2 separate regions of the Hordeum vulgare genome follow, and region 1 is linked to region 2. A link is a contact called in public Hi-C data. All regions are on one chromosome and are shown on one strand. Each heading gives the region's core, a stretch centred on a gene start, on an enhancer-like site or on the middle of the called end of the contact. The rest is flanking DNA. Distances are from core to core; before and after follow the strand shown.

What was found. Hi-C and Micro-C count contacts between places; a contact is called where the count stands out from the background.
Region 1: a Hi-C map of leaf shows a contact between it and region 2, with 6 times the contacts expected there. The contact joins two enhancer-like sites. A contact is called at or near these places in 3 of 6 Hi-C or Micro-C datasets (leaf and seedling).

What each region holds. Positions count from the first base shown.
Region 1 is chr3H:483,688,823-483,691,974 of MorexV3_pseudomolecules_assembly, forward strand. No RefSeq gene overlaps it. Among protein-coding and RNA genes, the nearest start is that of LOC123440244, 14 kb to the right of the region's middle. Within about 2 kb of position 1,684, at least 3 of the 3 cell types and tissues checked have open chromatin away from gene starts, as enhancers often do. A contact at or near this core is called in leaf, where this site is marked.
Region 2 is chr3H:483,459,081-483,462,096 of MorexV3_pseudomolecules_assembly, forward strand. No RefSeq gene overlaps it. Among protein-coding and RNA genes, the nearest start is that of LOC123444394, 120 kb to the right of the region's middle. Within about 2 kb of position 1,556, at least 2 of the 3 cell types and tissues checked have open chromatin away from gene starts, as enhancers often do. A contact at or near this core is called in leaf, where this site is marked.

The sequences.
Region 1 (3,152 bases), core at 434-2,933, 230 kb after region 2:
GTTCATCGCCAATAGCCTTGCGACGTCTTCAGCAGTGGGAGATCTCAAATACTCCTCGCCGAACACTTGCATAATTCCCACTGCAAAGCGCTTGACACACATGATGGCTTGGCTCTCACTCATAGCCAAGTGATCATCAACTAGATCAGCCGGAATACCGTATGCCAACATACGCAAAGCGGTTGTCACCTTCAGAAAGGTGCTATGCCCGAGCTCTCCGGCGGCATTCCTCCTTTGCTGGAAAAACCGGTCATGGCTCGCTAGTTTCTCTGCAATGCGTTTGAACAAGTCTGTGCTCATCCTAAACCGGCGACGAAAATACGACTCCGGTTATGTGGGATTCTCCACGAAATAGTTCTTCATCAATATGTTATGGGCATCAATCCTATCTCTCCAAAATTTCTCCCGACCCATAACCGAACCACCGTGCTTCGGTTTTTTATTGATATGCATAGCTATGATCATTGCAAGATCCTCCTCCTCTTCCATATCAAATTCTTCTTCGGAAGAATCATACGACGAACTTATCTACAATGTTCAATACTATACTATAAAAACTACCATTCAAAACATGCACCAAATTCATAAGTTTGGAGCAATACATACCTTGTAGGCGTTTTGTCGAACACCTTGCGGCGCGCGGCGCGGCAGCGAGCTCTCGGGCGTTGTTCCTCGGACGTCGGAGGCGCGCGAGGGCCGGCCGGACTAGGGGGGGTGGGGCGGAAGCGCGGCGACGCGGGGAGGCCGGGGAAGCGCCTGAACGGTCGTCGGGGGGCGCGGGCAGCGCCCGCAGCGGAGACAGGCCGGGGAAGCGCCTGAGTGGTCGCCGGCGGGCGCGGGCGGCGACGGCTGCGCGGGGATAGGCCGGGGAAGCGCTGAACTGTCGCCGGGGGCGCGAGCGGCGACGGCGACGCGGCCGGTTGGGGGCAGCGAGCGCGCGAGAGCGGAGGAGCGAGCGCGGGAGCGCGGGAGAGAGCAGGAGCGAGCGTGGGAGAGTCGCGCGCGCGGGAACCGGCGCAGCAAATAAGGGGCGCGGGACTGCCTTTCGGCCAGCGCGCTGAACTGAAAATGGCGCGCGCGCTGTTTTTGCGCGCCCGCTGGAGCTGCCCGCCGCGTTGCGCGCGCTAAAACTGTCTTTTTTACGGCGCGGCGCTTGTATAGTGCGCGTGTTGGAGGAAGTGCTATGCGAATCAAGCGTCCCAACATCTTACTATGCATGCAAGATTGCAAAATCCATATCATGGGGGGTTGGGCTTGCAAAGAGAAAGGTCAAGGGCAAACAGTAAAGACAAAGCCGGCTCAGAAGAGGAAAGCGCGACAGCGCGAGTCCGAGACCACGTGATTACTGCATCTCATCTCAGTACACTCGCCACAAAGTCAGGTACGTACTCCCAGTTGTCACCTCACCAGTTTCTCAAAAGAAGTTGTCTCTTCACCGGCACTCAACCAGGAAAACATGGTCCTTGCCCCCGATTTCCCTCCACCGACTCCATAACAAAATGGTTACGGGATGGGTAGAGTGTGCTGCAGATGGAAAGCGAGATGGTGGGGTAGAGATCTCAGATGAGCGCCTATCATGCCTGTAATTGCGTTCTGTATCAGATTAGTTAATACCAGTACGGAGTTATTGCAATCGAGTCCCAAATGACTGGTGTCTGTCACATATGATTCATACTCACTCCGGTGCTACTTACTACTCAAATCAGAGTGATGGAAGGTTGGACGTGGCACGGATTTGGCTGCCCCGGCCCTGGACCATCCCTTCTTGCTTCTTGGCCAACATGCGATGCATTGACTTACTGAGCCGCTTGTCCTGCTTGAGACAGTTAGGACTGCATTAACCAAGGAGGGAGAGAGAGAGGGAGATTCCGTGGACAGTGAACTTGTCTATTTTAATGCCCTCTGGACCGTGAGCTTGCAACATGGAGAGTACCCGCCGGGCACCACGTATTGCATGGGGAAATACAGCCCTGGCATCGTCTGTGAAATGGGCAGGTAAATTAAGCTGGTGCTCTGACATGTGTTGGCACACACTGCACAAGCTAACAGGCTCTTAACTCTCCTCGTCGAAATCGAGGGTCCCTGGAAAGTTATCGTTCGGTGATCTGAAAAGAAAAGAAAAGAAAAGAAAATGCTGGGTGAGCGGAAAGCCTCCTCCGGACTTGACTCGTTCCCCACAATATCAGGAATGACACGAGGAACATGTCGTCATGGACGCAACTAGCGCTTGTCCCTCACCGACAGCGCTCGATTTGGTCAGCGATTGGCGCATCGGTGCCGCGATCCGGGGCAGATTTATCAGCACGCGCGTACTCGTCTCTCCGGGCCGTCGAGTGAAACAGGCCGTGAATGAAGAACGGTGTTTTGGGGTGCGATTTTTTTCTTCTTTTCCACATAAGTGCGAGAAATTTTTATGATGTTAGGACAATCCATGGCCCCAAAAGTGCGTGTTGGCGGGCTCTAGGCTCGCTCCTAGCTTAGGCATATGGGAATGCAAGTCTCTTAGCGCGGTTCTATAGGCATTTTGCTCATGTGACACTGTATTTAATGAAGAGAGATAATGAGGTTGTATCTTAGCTAACATACAACCTTGACACGTGGTCATAGACAAAAAAAGAAGTGTTAACCAAATCACATGTTCATCGCAAAAACAAAAAACAAAAAAACAAATCACATGCATGCATGAGCCACAAATCATTAAATTTAGACACAACACATAAAATACGATGCATTGTACTAGTTGTTTCTTATGTTTTTATTATGCATATGATTACGTGCTCAGAGACGATGCATTAGCACAGGCCTTATATGCCTCATGGGCTTCCACAAGATGTCTCATGCAGTCATTGGGGGTAGCAACTATAGAGGGGAGCTCCTATCGGGAGATCATGTTCCGTGCCTTCGCGAGCTTCTACCAGCGCTGCACGCGCCCGTCAACAATGCGGCGCTTGCAGCATCGCTCGCATCGGCCAGCTCACTAGCACACGAACTGCCGGGTTTTCTTTTGTTCTGTTTTTTTCCTGTTGATCTAGTACCGAAAAACTGCATAGATTTTATATTTTCATAAAAAAATAAAAAAATAAAAAAGGATTTACAGATTTAAATAAAAATGTTCATCTAGTTAAAAAATTATATCTTTAAAAAGTGTTCAT
Region 2 (3,016 bases), core at 306-2,805:
ATAAAAAAAGTGTTCATCTTGTAGTTGAGAAATATACAATGTGTATCAAAGGAATCTTTCACGTATACACCAAAAATATATATTGTGCATTGAAAAAATTATATACTATGTGTTAAAGAAAAAGGAAAATGATGAAAACAGACAAAGAAACGTAAATAAAATGGAAATAGAGAGGGACAAAATACAACGGGAAAAAGAGAAGAAAATCAACGTAAAAAATATAAACCAGAGAAAAATCAGGGGAGAATAGGAAACAAAGAAAAGAGGAAACTAGAGGTAAACAGGAAAAGAAAGAAAACACCAGTAAAAACCAAGAATGGTACAAAGAAACCAAAGGAAAATAATAAAAATAACAAGAAACAAAGAAACGCTAGTGATGTTCGAACCAGCAACCTCTAAGGCCTTATTCGGTTAATCCCACCGAGGAAGGGATTGGAGAGGAATGGAGGGGATTGAGGTGGAATTTGACTTGTAGGGGATTTAATTCCTCCCAATCCCTTCCAAACCCCTCCTGTTTTAAAGAAACCGAACAAGGCCTAAGAGATATTCTAGTGTTGCAACCACTCCACCACCGCAACGGTATGTGATAGAAATGAACTTTTCACTTCCTTTATTCTTTATTTTTCCTTTTTATTTTTCCATAGTCTTTTTCCTTTTTTCCTTTTCAATATTCCGTAGAAACGGTTCGTTGAGGTTCTTTTTGAAATATGTAAATTTACTTTCAAAACGATTATTTTAGAAAATTGGATGGAATTATTTTTTAATTGGTAAAATTTTTCCAAATCGATGAATTCTTTGTGAAATTGGTGGACATTTCTGAATATCCGTGAACATAATTAAAATTTGTGAACGTTTTTCTAAATCGATGAACCTTTTTTGAAAATCTGTGAATATATTTTAAAATTTGCGAAGTTTTTTCAAAGTCGATGAACCATTTTTATAAATTGATGAACGTTTTTTTGAAATCGTTGATCTTCTTTTGAAAACAGGTGAACATATTTTAAAATTTGTGAACTTTTTTCAAAATAAATAATTATTTAAAAAATAATTATGATCTTTTATTCTGCAATCGTTGAACTTCTTTTGATAATTGGTGAACATATTCTAAAATTCGTGAACTTTTTTCAAAATCAATGAACTAATATTGAAAATTTATAAACTTTTTTTGAAATCAGTGAACTTTTTTTGAAAATCTGTGAACGTATTTTAAAATTCATGAACTTTTTCAAAATTAGTGAACTCTTTTTTACAAATTTATGAATTGTTTTACCAAATTCGACGATTTTTTCGAATATTGCAAATTTTTGAAAATCCAAGAACATATTCTAAAAATCTGTGAATTGTTTTGCGTATTCATTGAACTTTTTTCAAATGTAATTCAGTGCTTTTTATTTCAATAAAATTTTAATGTACGTTTTGTAATTCACGTTTTACAAAATCAATGAAAAAATTTCAAGACCTGCAGCGGGGCGTCAGGAGATGTTTTATGGGCCGGCCCAGGGAAGGCGCCTGAAGCACGAACCGACGCCTGCAGCGCCGTATAGGAGCTCCCATAGTTTCTCTCGCGTGAAGGATCTTTCCCTCGCGTGGCTACTGGGCAGACCCCGTTTCGCTGGGTTTTTTTCTGGACTGGCTCGCTCGGGAGAAGACACTCCCTCACTCCCTCGCTGGTTTTATAGGTTTTATTCTTATTTATTTCGTGTACTATAATGATTCGACTGGTACGGTTTTCATTAGTTTTTTTATCTTTTCTATTGTGTTCTGTTTATGTTTTTCTTTGTTTTTTATATTTTCTGTGTGTTTCTTACTGTTTTCTTTGGTTTTATTGTTGTTTTCTATTTCTTCCCTTTTATGCGTTTTTCCTTAAATGTTTGTTTTGTTTCCATTATTTTTATCTGCGATTTGCTAATGAATAAAACGTTCTTTCCGACTTTTTTTCTTTCTTTTGTCTTTGTGTTTTATTTACCGCTCTCTTCTAGATCTTCGGCGTTCTGATTTTTTTTTTTGTTTTAGTTATTTATTTCGGTTTGGTTTCTATGGTTTTTCTCTTCTCTTACTTTTTTGTGTTTCTTCTTAAAGTTGTCTTCGATATTTTTCTTTATATATTTTGCTGTGTTTTTCTTTACATATATGTTTCGTAACTAGGAAAACCCTGGTGCATTTGGACTTCCGACTTCATTGTAGCCTTTTTATTTTGATGGTAACTCCATTGTAGCCTAAGTAGGTAGACGCACCAGTAGGTCCTAAAAAAATTGTAAACAAGCGAAATGTTTTTTTATACACATGTAACATTTTTTAAAAATATATTTATTAATATATTATTTTTCCATACACGTTGTAAAATTTTCATATGCTTCGAGAACACTTTTTATATGCGTTTAATATATTTCAAATACATGATTAACATTTCTTTCAAATATATGTTTTGATGTCTATACATATTATACATTTCTTGTATAGACATGAATCCTTTATTTATACATGTTTAACATATCAAATGCACATTAACATTCTTTTCAAATGTATGTTTTGATATCCACCTTTTTCAAACACACTTTACACTTTTGTATGCATCAAAAATAATTTTGGAAGAAGGCCCATATCACAATCCCAAGTTTGTTCCTCAAGAGGAGAAGTATGATCCTACTCCTTCCAAGGGAACAAGCTCTCAAGATGGCCTTCTATCACAAGACCACAAGGGCAAGGGAAAGATTTAAGAGGAGATTGACTCATTTGAGGAAGAACCTCATGCCAAGGTCGAGTGGGTTTCCAAGGACAGTTCTAGCACTACCTCATCTAGTGCTACCACAACACCAAGGATTCCATCAAGGTGATGTGGGTCCCCAAGAGGAAGAACTGGAAAGTTCTTTGAGGGGTGAGTCCGCCAATGAAATTCACTCTTATTCACTTTGGCAAGAATTATATGCAATCAACCTCAACCATATGCATTAGTTCAAGGAGTCACATATTTCCTCAAAGGTGAGCAAATGACAATGTAATTAATGCATCTTTGGAC